2 separate regions of the Hordeum vulgare genome follow, and region 1 is linked to region 2. Evidence: chromatin contacts called from public Hi-C data. All regions are on one chromosome and are shown on one strand. The core of a region is the stretch at or near the end of the contact, and the rest is flanking DNA. Distances in the headings are between cores, read along the strand shown. Region 1 holds the start of LOC123403231. Region 2 holds the start of LOC123404329 (protein INAPERTURATE POLLEN 1 homolog).

Region 1 (6,260 bases), core at 3,477-5,976, 320 kb before region 2:
ATAGGCGCGGGAAATCAAGGGGGCTTCTTAGGAGTACACAATGGTTTTTTTATGAAAATGCAAAAAATCAAGGGGTTTTCGCAAAAAGAAGTCCACACGCATTTCTCCCTTCCTTTCCGTCGCTGACAACAGGCCCGAGGCATGCTAACGCGCCAAGGTCACCCTTATTTTCGTATAAATGTAATTAGCATTGTATTTACACATCCGAGCCAAGTTGTTGCACAAATTCAATATATGTCACAAGTTCTAGCACCAAAAGCTGAAAATAACTCGTTTGCAAAATGCTACCTTAGCTTATTTTCACCTCCTGGTCATGTGCAATGGAAAAAAGCTAGGTAGCAACGGCTTCCCGCAAGTGAATCGAAATGGTATAATGAATGGTCATGTTGTTTGATGTTATTTACGCCCAAATTGCCACCGAGTGGTTCACGAGGAAAAAACGGGGTCGCTCCTGCTAGCTCCCGCACGAGCAGGCTCCCGCTCCCTCTCGTCTCTCTGCTCTCTGCTCTAGGGTTTGCCCGCACCGCCGCCCAGCGGCCGCCGCACCCCGCCCCGCCACCACTCCCTCGGCCCGGTCCCATCCCTCCCTGCGGGCGACCCACTCCGCCGACGCCCCCTCACTCCCCGCGAGCTTGTGGCCCGGTCTGGCCCCTCTAGCGACCCACTCCGTCGGCGCCCCACCACCGTTCCCCCTCCCTTCGTCCTGGCCATGAGGCAACAAGGTGAGCAGCTCCTGTGTAGTTTATGTATGGGATTTGCTCCAGCAGCTCATATAGTTGTGTTGATATGGTGTGTTGATATGAAATAAATAATCTTGATATGGAAGAAATAATTTTGATACAGGTTGTGTGGAAGATTTTTGCTCCTGTGAGCAGCTCATATAGATGTATTGATATGGTAGAAATGTACATATTGTTTGTACTACATATTAATTATTCCAATTCTCTTGTATTGACATGATGAAAAATAGATGAAAGCACACTAGGATAACGTTGGCCTCATAACTTTCATTGATATATGTGTGGAAGAACTGAATGCCAATAACCGTGGCAAAGAAGGAACATTGACACCATTTGAATATGATAATATGGTAAGAAAGTTTTTTGAGCGCAAGAGGAGATAATATAGCAAAAATAAATTCAAAAATAAGTGGGATGTGCTGAAAAAAGATTATATTGTTTGGAAGACATTAACCCAAAAGGCAACACGCATTGAGTTTGATCCTATTACCAATACCATTTGCTTTGTTGTGAACTCATACGTAGTGTTGTGAACCTATTTGCTTTGTTGTGAACTCATTTGTATTGATTTGGACTAATTTGTATTATTGTGAACCTATTTGCTATAAATATTTGTTGTGTTGTGAATTAATTTGTAGCGGTATTTCTATTGTGTTGTTTATATGACAGATGGACATCTGTGTTAAGGAGGAACACGAGGAGGAACTTGATTTTTGTGTTGTTACAATGGCATATTATATTCTAAACAAAGAGAGGAACAAGTGTTTTCCTTTGGTGCTTAGCTCTAAGGTGTTATGCTTTTGTTGGGAGGATCATGTAATAATTTAAAGATCTTTTTTATTGAGTACTTCTTCTCAAGTAATCGTACTCGTACATGAGACAATGATGCTTGTATGATATTCGCATGTCACACAATGATCCTCCTTTATGTTCGATTATGACATGTTGTGGTGTTTCAAAGTCGAATTTATATTCATATGGGCAACCAAATAATAAATAATAGCGCAATATCATTTAATCCGAACAAACAACATAACCTAAGGGCATTACAGACTTTTCGTTGATCATACCACACATAAGCTGAGAAAACAGACACTAAAAAGAACTAGCTAGCTTATTATCTCGAGCTTATTTCCACAACAACTTATTTTCAGCTTATTTTCACAACAGCTTATTTCCACAACATAGCTCAAAAGAACTGGCCCTTAATGGTTTGAGCTAAGTTCTCGCATGACTCTAATTCTTCTTATTACCCCCTCCGGCCCGTAATTCATGTCCCAAGCATAGTGTAATGTATTTTTTCAAAAAAACTTATAACTTCTACTCCCTCCGTTCCAAAATAATTGTTTCAAACTAGTTCTAGTATAAAGTTGACACATTATTTTGAGACGGACGGAGTAATTGTTTACAAAAATGTCATTCCGTCTTCCTCCGCCCGACCCAGCTTCTGCGCGTCCGGCCAAGGCCGTCGCCGAACAATTCGCCGCGTGCGCTCCCCGAGGCCTGCTCCTCCGCCACCAGTACGTGTGTCGTCGCCGCCCAGTACGTGCTCCTCCACCCCTAGTACGTGTGCCGCCGCCGCCCAGTATGTGCTTCGCCGTGATCCACTCCCGCCGCGATCCCCTCCCCCGTTGTCGCCCAGGACCTACACCACCAAGATCTGGTCGATCTTATCCTTATCAAGATCCGCGCATGCTTGGACGTTCGAGCTCCTGCTACTAGTCCTCCTCCTTCTCTCGTATCGCCACGCTCATGCTGCTGCTCCCCGGATCAAGCTGCCATCGGAGCTCCCCTTCTGCTCGCTTCCTCTATTGCCGCCGAAGCTGTCGTGTGATTTACTCCTCCTCTCCATGACCAGGTGCTCCTCCTCCTCCATGCCCAGCACTTCACTGAGCAGCAGATCCTCTACTTCTCACCTGCAGATCAAGTGGAGATCAGCTAAGCCGATTATGAGCGGCATGTCAATTTATCAATACACAGGAGTATCATATGTAGCAGTAGTATCTGTAGGAGCAGTATCTTCCAAGATGTACATATGCACAATATGTAAAATTAGGATGACCAATAATGTAAAATTTCAGAAATTGAATTAGAATTTTCCAATATGTACATATGCACAATATTGAGAAAGTACAGTACAGTCTGATCTGTACTTGAAATTAGGATGGACTGTAAACTGATAATGACAGTAAATTGTAATTTGTTACACAGATTTTCCTAGTGAAAATATAACTGAATGGACAGAAAAATGGGTTAAAAGATAACTGAATGTGCATATTCTGAATTTCACTAAATTTAGTGAATGTGCATAGTCTGCATGTGCATACTCTGAATGCTAGGCAAAAATGGACAGTAAACTGATAATGACTATTGCCAACAAGAGTAGAAAAATGGACAGTAAACTGATAATGACTATTGTCGACGATGAGGTCGTACAGATAAGAGAGGTAGCAGTTGTTGCCTCCGCAATGAAAACACATCCTTTGCTATGACAAAATCTCTTAATCGTCAATCAAGACCAAAGTCATCGAGGGGCGAGGCGCCGCTAGGTGTTCTTCAGGCTATGCACATTTAGACTATGCACATTCAGTAAATATGCTCAGACTATGACCCACCCTACCCAACGTGAATATATACTAGTTTCAGGCTGCTGCCTTCTCTTAACTGCTAGACCAATGTGTGCTCAGCTTTGCTCCAGAACTTGTTTGGCTTGTGGCAACCAATATAGAAATGGAGCCATGGCAGCCAATTGTAGAAATGGTGCCATGGTAGCATTTCTTGTTTGGCTGCCGTGGAGGTATAGATGCCTCAAGAGGGAAATGAAGAAGCTCAAGAGGGAGAGGATGGAGGCATAGATTTGAATATGATGCCTCAAGAGGAAGATGAAGAAGCTCAAGAGGGAGAGGATGGAGGTATAGATTTGAACATGATGCCTCAAGCGGGAGAGAATGAAGCTATGAATTGGATGCCTCAAGAAGATGAAGAGGAAGAGGATGAAGTTATGAATTGGATACTTCAAGAAGATGAAGAAGGTCTAGAAGGTGTGTCAGGTAAACAGAAAAGAAAAGAATTGTCAAATAAGGAGAGGCATGATGTTTATTTCGCTCTGCTAGTAATCGAGCTCAGAGATGGATCTGTTTAACCAGACGACAAGCTGCTAGTCTCAATCCTCTTCAACATACATGTACGATCTGTTGAAAGAATCTGGCCGGATGCCAAAAAGCAGATTGTCGCGGGCCAAGAAGTAGATGTCTCCAACAAGAAGAAAGGAAGAGCTGGTCAAAAGAGAAAGGAACTGGATCTTGCAAGGACCTCAACAATCCCACTGAATAGAAGAAGGACAATTTGATCTCTGGCACGGTCTCTCGGTGTGGCCCACTCGATCCTACATAGGAGGTTCCGGTTAAATGAGCTCAACCGCATCACAAACACTGTCAAGCCTTACCTCAAACCAGAGGACAAGATTGCGAGATTGAAGTTTGGTATGTCCATGCTTGATGACAATTGGATCTCAACTTTCTGAGCTATATTCAAGCCAATGACTAATATGGTCCATATAGACGAAAAATGCTTTGACATACAAGATTAAAGAACAACTACTATGTACTTACAGGAAAGCCTCCACCTGAGCGCACTGTGACAAACACTAACAACATTGGAAAGGTAATGTTTGTAACGGATGTGGACAGGCTTCGATATAATTATGATGGAGAGCTAACATTCGACGGAAAGATGGGTATTTGGGCATAATTGTATCGAGGCCTGTCCACATGCGATGGGAAAATTGAGGGGGCTTTTTAAAAAGATGTTGTTGCGACATGAATTTCGGAAGGAGGGAGTATTATACTATATACTGGTAAGTACTCCCTCCGTTCCTAAATATAAGTCTTTCTAAGAGTTTCACTAATGGATTATATACGGATGTATATAGACATATTTTAAGGTATAGATTCACTCATTTTGTTTTGTACATAGACACCTAGTGAAATATCTTAAAAGACTTATATTTAGGTACGGAGCGAGTAGTACTGACTGTGGCGCTACCAGGCCAGTTGGCAGCAGCATCTATACCTGCGTTGCCATTACCTCGGCAGCAAAGTTTGGAGCATACAAATTGCCGAGCGACAGGAACACTACCACAATAAGCATTCGCCTCTACTTTACCACGCCACCCTCACTCAGTCTCCCGGCCGAGCGAGCGGCGAGACGATACACAGCAGCACGGTCATAAGTACAAAACACCAACGTCCTTGCCACTAGCTCGCTGCCGGCCGACTAATGCCGGAGAAGCCTCCGCCGCCCGGGCGCCGTCCGACGGCGGCGGCGAGCTGGGTCCGGTCCCTCCAGTGCAAGTCCATGGCGGCTGACGACGTCGTCACCACCGTCGCGGCACTGCCAAAGAAGTCCCACCTCCTCCTCCGGTCGAGCTGCGGCAGCTCCGGCGACACCCATAGGGACGTCTCCTCGTGCAAGCCCAAGCTCAAGTCGAGTTCCAAGACCAGTTCGGCGACCAAGAAGCCCAAGGCGGCCAAACCGACGTCGGTGCCGCCGTCGCCTCCTCCCGGCCCGCTCGGCCCGCTGCCGGCGCTGACCGAGCTCCCGGCGGGGCACTCCTCGCGGCAGGTGGTGGAGATCATCTTCCTCTCGTCGTGGTCTCCTCTCCCGCCGGCACCGCCCGTCGCTGTCGGCGGCGCGTTCACGGGAGAGGTGGAGATGCTGTTCCGCGTCCACAACCAGGCGCGCGCCGTGGCGCGCTTCGAGGACTACCGCGCCGGCGTGCGCGCCCGGGCCGGCGGCGCCTCCCGCAGCGCCGCCGACGGCAACGAGATGATGCGCTTCTCCCCGGCCCCGCCGCACGGGTGCTCCCCCTCGGACAGCGCGTCCCTGCGCGTCGTCCGGACCTTCGACGGCAGCGGCGGCGCGCACGCCAGCGGGCGCGGGCCGGAGACCGGCCGGCGGGCCATGTTCCTGTGCAGGGTGATCGCTGGGCGGGTGGCGGAGGGGCTAGTGGCCGGCGAGGCCGCTGCCAAGGAGTACGACTCCGTCCGCGGCGGCAAGGGCGAGCTGGTGGTGTTCGACCGGCGGGCCGTGCTCCCCTGCTTCCTCATCATCTACAAGCTGTAAAAAACCGCTAATATTGAATTTGGCACTCCCTCCCGTGTTAACCATAAACTATGCATACATATATTTCTTCTCGCTGAATCCCCGTCGACCCGATCACACGCCGGTGGCAGCGGTTAGCGGTTTAAGGCAGGCATCTACAGTCAGTGTACCACCCTGAACTTGGTGTACCTGCAGTGCTGTACTGTGCAAGTGTGGCCATGCTCGCCTTGCGTCCTGGCGCGGGTACGTGCAGTGCAGCGGGCCACTGTGGCACTGTGGTTTATTCCCCGGAGTTGTCGTGTTGGATGGGGAGGCGGGGGTGGGGGCTTTTTAGGCTTTCGTCTTGAGGTAAGACAAAGGGAATGGAACGGCCGGCGTCGCATCGCATCGTATCAGAGGACGGCGTGTGTTTGGGAA
Region 2 (6,610 bases), core at 336-2,835:
TAAAACTTGTTGAATGCGGTAAAAAATCAGGTGTCACACAAAAAGGAAATTTGGAATCCATTTACAAACTTGGTTATTTTTCCGGATTGAAACCGTGTGTGATGACTAACATTGTGTCGCGACACGCGTGTCCTGATTGTCCAGAGCGCATTTCCACGGATCACACATCTGCAACTATAGGATTTACACGAATCACAATAGTCCGCTCACACCGTGGTGGCACTTATCGGACACGGTTGTGTCTACTAAATCGTCGCCTCCGAAGCGCATTATTATTCTGACCGAGTAAACCCTCACCATCGTCCCACGTCACAAAACCCTCACCCTCTTCCCTTCTCGAGTCACACCCGCACTCCTCTCTAACACCGCATGTCACACCCGCTGCATAGTGTTGAACTCTTAGCTTTTAGGAACCCCCTTCCCTTATCACAATTGTCATTTAGTGGCAAAAGCTATATAATTTTATTTCCTTTTTGCCACTCTTAGCTTTTCACAATTATCACAATTTTCACTCTAAATTTTTTGTTTTTGCCTGGAAATGGCAATTCTGATCATTGTCAAAAACTAAGAGTGGCAAAAGTGAAATGTCAAAATTTAGAATGGCATAAGAAAAATTGACAAAATCTAGAGTGGCAAAAACAAAAAATTTCCAACAAGTTAAGCACCCGTGCATTGGAAGCCTTAGTTGCTAAACTTTTTAATATGCTTAGCACCGACACATTGAAAGTGGCATAAGATGATGCATTAGGAACTCACGTCGAGCATTTGCTGGTTGAAACGGTGTCCTCGCAATTTTATGGCTCGGTAAACTTACGAGAGAGAAATGATTGTTTTTTTCTTTGACCATGTTCTTCTAAGTGTTGTATGAAGGACAATTTTCCTTCCTCGCTTCACTACTAAAATCTTATGTATTTGCATGCAGTTTGTGTCTTGCAAATGTGTTTTCTCATATACTCTATCCATTTCTAAATATTTATCTTTTTAAAGATTTCAATACGGACTACATACATATGTATATAAACATAATTTAAAATGTAAGCTCACTCATTTTACTTCGTATGCCATGTGTAGTTGATTTAAAAATATATATTTAAGAACGGAGGGAATACTCGTTAGGACACACGAAGAATTCGAGAAAAGCTTTGGAAGAATATATTTTTCTTCTTGAGCGCTAGGTTTTGACTCTTTTAAAAAAAACAGGTTTTAAGCATATGAAGGGGGTGTTTGTTTCGAGGGATTTTTTGGTGTAAGGACTAAAAAAGTCCCTTTTAGTCCCATGTGAAACAAACATGAGAGACTATTAGGGACTAAAAGAGGGTATTTGGGACTAAAGGAAGAAGTCCCTATGGGAGGGTCTTTTTGGGATTTTTTGGACACTTTTTCCAACAATGCCCCTACTTTTAGCATGTCATTTAATAACTTCTAGTACATCACTAGGGGTATCATGATCTTTTTGCATGTTATTTAATGACCTCTAGTCTTTATTTAGTCCATGAAAACAAACGGATAAAGACTAGAGACTTTTTAGTTGGGACTTTTTTTTGAAGGGGATGAATTCCCTCCGTGAAACACAGGCGCCGCGAAGTCACTGGACCGGGCCAAAACTTCCTTCCAGGACGGAGAACCCTTTGCAGTGGCAGCCCACCTCCGTCCTTTCCTCCTCCCTCCCTCCCAGCGGCGGCGACGGACGACGGCTAAACCCCACCGGACACAACCGACCAATCGCCCGGCCCCGCCGCCTACCGTGGAGCCAGCGCAGCCGCCTCCGCATTCAGAAGCATGCCGAGGCCTCCTCCGCCAGGCCGAGGGGCTCCTGGCGCCAGGCGGCCGATGCGGGACTTCTTCGCGGCCTGGCTCGCCACCCTCCGCTCGCCGCTCCTCCCGTTGCTCCGCCGCGCGCTCTCCTCCTCCCCCGGCTCCTGGAACGACCCAATATCCTCGGCCGCCGCTGCCGTCGAGGCCCACTTCGAGGCGCACTGGTCCGCCCTCGACTCGGCCGCCCGCCAGGACCCCGCCCAGGTCATCTGCGCCGGGGATTGGCGGTCGCCCCTGGAGCTCCCCTTCCTCTGGCTCGGCGACTTCCACCCCTCCCTCCTCACCTCCCTTCTCCGATCGCTATCGCCATCGCCGCGGCTCCTCGCCTCCGCCGACCGCGTCGACCGCCGAATCCGCGCCGCCGTCCCCGTCGTCACCGACCGCCTCCGCCACGCCCAGGAGGTCTTCACCTCCGCCGAGGTGGCTGGTGGGGCCGACCTGGAGGCGTTCTTGGAGGAGCTCAAGGACGTCGCCCTCGAGGCTAATCGGCTCCGTCGAGGCGTTCTTTCGGAGCTCGTTGCTGCCGCCGGTGGGCACCAGGCGGCTCTCTTCCTCGAAGCTCTGTCGCGCTTCGTGCTCTCCATGCACGACCCGGAGGTGCTCCGCCGCTTCGACCATTGTCGCCCCTCGCCTGGTAGTTAACCCCTCTTCTTGGCTCGCTAGTTTATATTCTGTTTCTTGAGTTCTTTGGGTTGTGCAAATCTTGGTTTCCGGGAGGAATTGATACTAATGAAGCTTCATGTAATTTTTTTTTGAGACAACGTTAATATGTACGAAGGGTTAATGCCAAGAAAATAATTGCGTTCTTCTGTATGTTTGGTTGTGATTCTTCTTCTTTGTAACGGAAATGCTGGACCTTGGAGTATATGGTAAGATGTGCGAGGAAAACGCTGTGCAAAGTCTGGAATGGTGGAATGGCTTGTGACTGAAGCTGTTTACGGTATTGCATTAGGAGTCTTAATTCTCTTCCAAACTATCCCTTGAAGTTATGGATGGATTGAATAGGATTGATTAAATGTTAGCAGCAGGGGAATTGGATTTTCATGAACAATGAAGAAATAATGTCTGCTGCTTGTTTCATCTTCTTTTGATGTTTAGCTAAATATTGTTCGTCATTTGGTTCTTTCAGATTAGAAAAGTTGGCAAAAATTGTATGTCCTGTTGTTTATCCTTTAAAAATGATTTGTTACATAACAATGCTGGTACTATTGTGTTGTTCACATTGTGTGCACAGGTATCATTCTTACCGTGTATATTGCTCGTGTCTATCTTTTTGGTGATAAAATAGTTGGTTTATACTAAAGTGATAGTAATTTGCCTATCAAATAGTTTGCTGAAAATTAACAGACTTTTACATCAGATTGCTTTCCTGTGAATTTTTTTACCTGAGATGTACTCTGCCCTCCCAAGTCATAACTAGCATCTTGGTGTCTGAAAATGAGGTGTGACACGCACTGTTTAGTTTCTTTTCCAAAGTTTAGTCAGTAATTGGTTAGCAAACGTAAATCTTCTGACAGTAATTTTTACTCAATGACTCCTAATGTTCACTTGCATTATGCTAGTCTCTGTGCATTTTTTTACCTGGTTATATACTTACCTTATGCTAGATAGTAGGAAAAATAAATGCTTGGCATGATAGCTAGATGAACACTGTAGGAAGATGCCAACTCATTATGTTTTAGGCAGAGTTGCCACTAAGTTTAATCTGCAATGGTCATAAATCTTTGAATGTTGTTCCTGCGAGTAATGAAGTTAGAAACAATCATGCACTGATTATTGGACGAAATTGTGTAAGGGCGTTGCGCCATTGCCCCAACTCAATAAATTTGCATCTAAAGGCATGTGACTGGTCTGAACTTCATTGTTTCAATGTATTTAGCGTGGTTTTGGGCTTGAACAATTATTTGTGCCTCTAATGGCCGAGACCCTAACTGGATTGATTATTACTTGGATGAAGAAAAGGTAAAGAAAAACAATCTGATTATCAGGTAATCATCACCATTTGCTAATATTACCAGTCAGAACCAGCACTTGGTGAATTGGTTGTTTAATGATCTAATTTCAATGCTCCCGTGATACTTTAATTTAGTCATGTACTATATCTTATATGACTCAGCAAAGTCTAACTTTGTAACTACTGTTTATATTGCATTCGAAGCTTTGGAGAGAAAAAGGACGTCCTGTAAAGAATAGCTTTACTAGAATCTTGTGAAGATCAGCTTAACTACATGCTGTCGTTCACTGTTGTCAGTTGTCACACTCTTCTGCCAAAAAGGGTCAAAGGTTGACATTAAGATTTTTGTATTTCTTCAACTTTTGCTAGTTTTATTTGGTATATAAGATTTTTTCTGCAAATCATTTGCTATGTTTTTCTTGATAAACAAATCTTTTGGCATTCTTCAAGTCCAAACCTCCATAGGTTTACATCAGATTATGATAGGCGAGTGTACTTGTAAATTTAACGGTAACAAGGATTTGGCCCCTTTGTTGTTAAGATCAAGGTTGCCTAGGTCGATAAGAGATTGCATATTAGGTGAACCAAAACCACTTAATTGCTAGGTCGCCAAGATGGCAAGAAAATACTTGGAAACCTACTATTTGATAATATCAATGATTATTAGGTATGCATACAAACTATAACTGTAAGTGCACTTATCACTTCATTGTATAGCACCATTTACTTTACAACCACATAACGACATGTCTGATCGAGCACAAACTGTAATCAGTCATAACTTTGCTATGCTGTGGGAATATATCCACATCAATCACCTTCCCTGGAAATGGTATCTTTTATATCAGCTGGAAGTCAGTTAACCACTGGATACAATTCAGCAGTTTGCATTGTTTCTTTGGATATGCACCAAAGACTGAACTTATGGTTGTATAAATTCAACCGTTGGGGGTCTGTAACTTAATGTAAGACGTTTTTGCAGTTCGTCTTACATTAAGTTAAGAGGGATTACAAAATTACTTCATTAGCTTGGATAACTATTTCCGGAGAAACTAGACCAGGTACAGCGTGTAGAACTTCGCTTACAGACACTAATGAGAACAAAAATCTGAGCTAGGTCCAAAGCAACAGGAAGTCCTGGCTATATACAATTGTACATAAAGAAACTCAGGATATATTTATTGTCTAAAGAACAGTATCTTTGGTGTTTCCATGTGAGGATATAGCACTGTTGGGTTGCATAATGCTCTCCAAAATGCATCGCTAGATCCAAATGTTTGCATAGCCGATCCACTATGTGTTGCATGGCTTTCTTGATTCTTGAGCAATGATGCCCTCTAGGTTTCTTGTTGTTTCCAGTCTGGCAATTGTACATCTAGACTACTATAACAGGTCTCTCAGAAGTCATGTCCATATTATTCTCTTCTGCTTTAACCTCAAGAAAAAGGCTAAGATTTTATTGACAGAACAATGAGTGCACGTTGTTTTCCTTTCTATAGCCTGACAAAAAAATGTTTCTCCCTTGTTTAGTTCAGATGAATGTATACTTATGTCTTACTTTTCATTCATCACACAACCTTTTCGTCATCCATCAGACATTCACATACATTTATTTCCCTTAATATCACCTTTTCCTAATTAGTATGAACTCTATAAATCTTATAAATCTTATTTTTAGTTCCACATACATCCATTTCTATCCATTTTTGCGACAAGTAATTCAGGACGGAGGGAGTAATTGCTTTGCCTGGTTAGTTTTCTGCAGTCTTCCATCTTTTATGTCTTTTGATCTAACATAGCCACATTAAGTAATCTTCTAAAGTCTTTATGATATCTTGCTGCCATGTTGCCCTGACAGTTCTGCATGTTTCCCATTTATTATGCAAAAGAAAATACCAAGTTGAGAAATTAGTTACTGCAAATATAGTTCTTGGAAGCTTTTGTGATCTCGCATGGCAGAAGTGCATCAAATAATAATATCTTTAGTCATGTTGGCGGGCAAGGAGGGATGAACTGCAAAAGTGCAAATTGAAGTTCTTTTTCTCATCTGCCAAGCTGTACCATTTTGTCGTAAGCTGCCCTACCAAAGCCTTGACCTCTCAGGCTGATGATGGTATAATGGGAAGCTGTTGCCGGCTTTTGTGCTTGTCTGCATACTGACAAGAGGAAACTCTTGAACCCTGTGCACATTTTTGTGTTTCATTATGCACATATGGGTACGTTAATCAATGATAAGGAAAATTATTCCTCAAAAAAATGGTAAGGAAAATTCTGTGCTGGTTTCTGAACAAAGTTGGGCTATCCTTTGGTGTTAAGGTAAGTTTGCCTAGTTCGTGTGGTTTTCGACTGGTTCTCCACTAATTAAATGGGCAATTCTCTGCTGCTTAATTAATAGATTGAGGCCCCTAGGCTCCAGTTCAAAAAGTTATCCTTGGTCGTTAACAGATCGCATCACTAGTCAAATCAAACATGGTGCCAGTGTTACTTGCTAGTTTGCCATGAAAGCAGGATAAAAACCTATTGGTACTCATAGACAAAGTGAAATAGTAAGTGCATTGATCACTTCAATGCATAGCACCAGTAACTGTACAGTCACTGAAAGAAATATCTCATTGAGCTGAGCACAAACTGTAGCCAGCAATAAATTTGCTATGTTCTAGGAATAGGTTCATGGGCAATCATCTTCCCTGGAAGTATTATCTTTGGTATCAATTAGAAAGGCAAACCACTGGATGCTATTCAGCATTTAGTTTTGCTTTCTTCAGATCTGTACCGAATGCTAGGCTTATGTTTGTAAAATAAACACTTGGTGATACTTACAAGATGCATAGATTCTTCCAA

Evidence for each region. Hi-C and Micro-C count contacts between places; a contact is called where the count stands out from the background.
Region 1: a contact with region 2 is called in a Hi-C map of seedling, with 2.6 times the contacts expected there. The contact joins the promoter of LOC123403231 here to the promoter of LOC123404329 in region 2. A contact is called at or near these places in 2 of 6 Hi-C or Micro-C datasets (leaf and seedling) and 1 of 1 datasets of contacts at active chromatin or transcription factors (embryo).

The regions. Positions count from the first base shown.
Region 1 is chr6H:416,302,302-416,308,561 of MorexV3_pseudomolecules_assembly, reverse strand. It overlaps LOC123403231, which reads left to right and starts at 4,726. Exons shown (of 1, transcript XM_045097180.1): 1 at 4,726-5,942. The coding sequence starts at 5,019. The coding sequence ends at 5,864.
Region 2 is chr6H:415,976,362-415,982,971 of MorexV3_pseudomolecules_assembly, reverse strand. It overlaps LOC123404329 (protein INAPERTURATE POLLEN 1 homolog), which reads left to right and starts at 1,585. Exons shown (of 3, transcript XM_045098252.1): 1 at 1,585-2,449. The coding sequence starts at 1,780.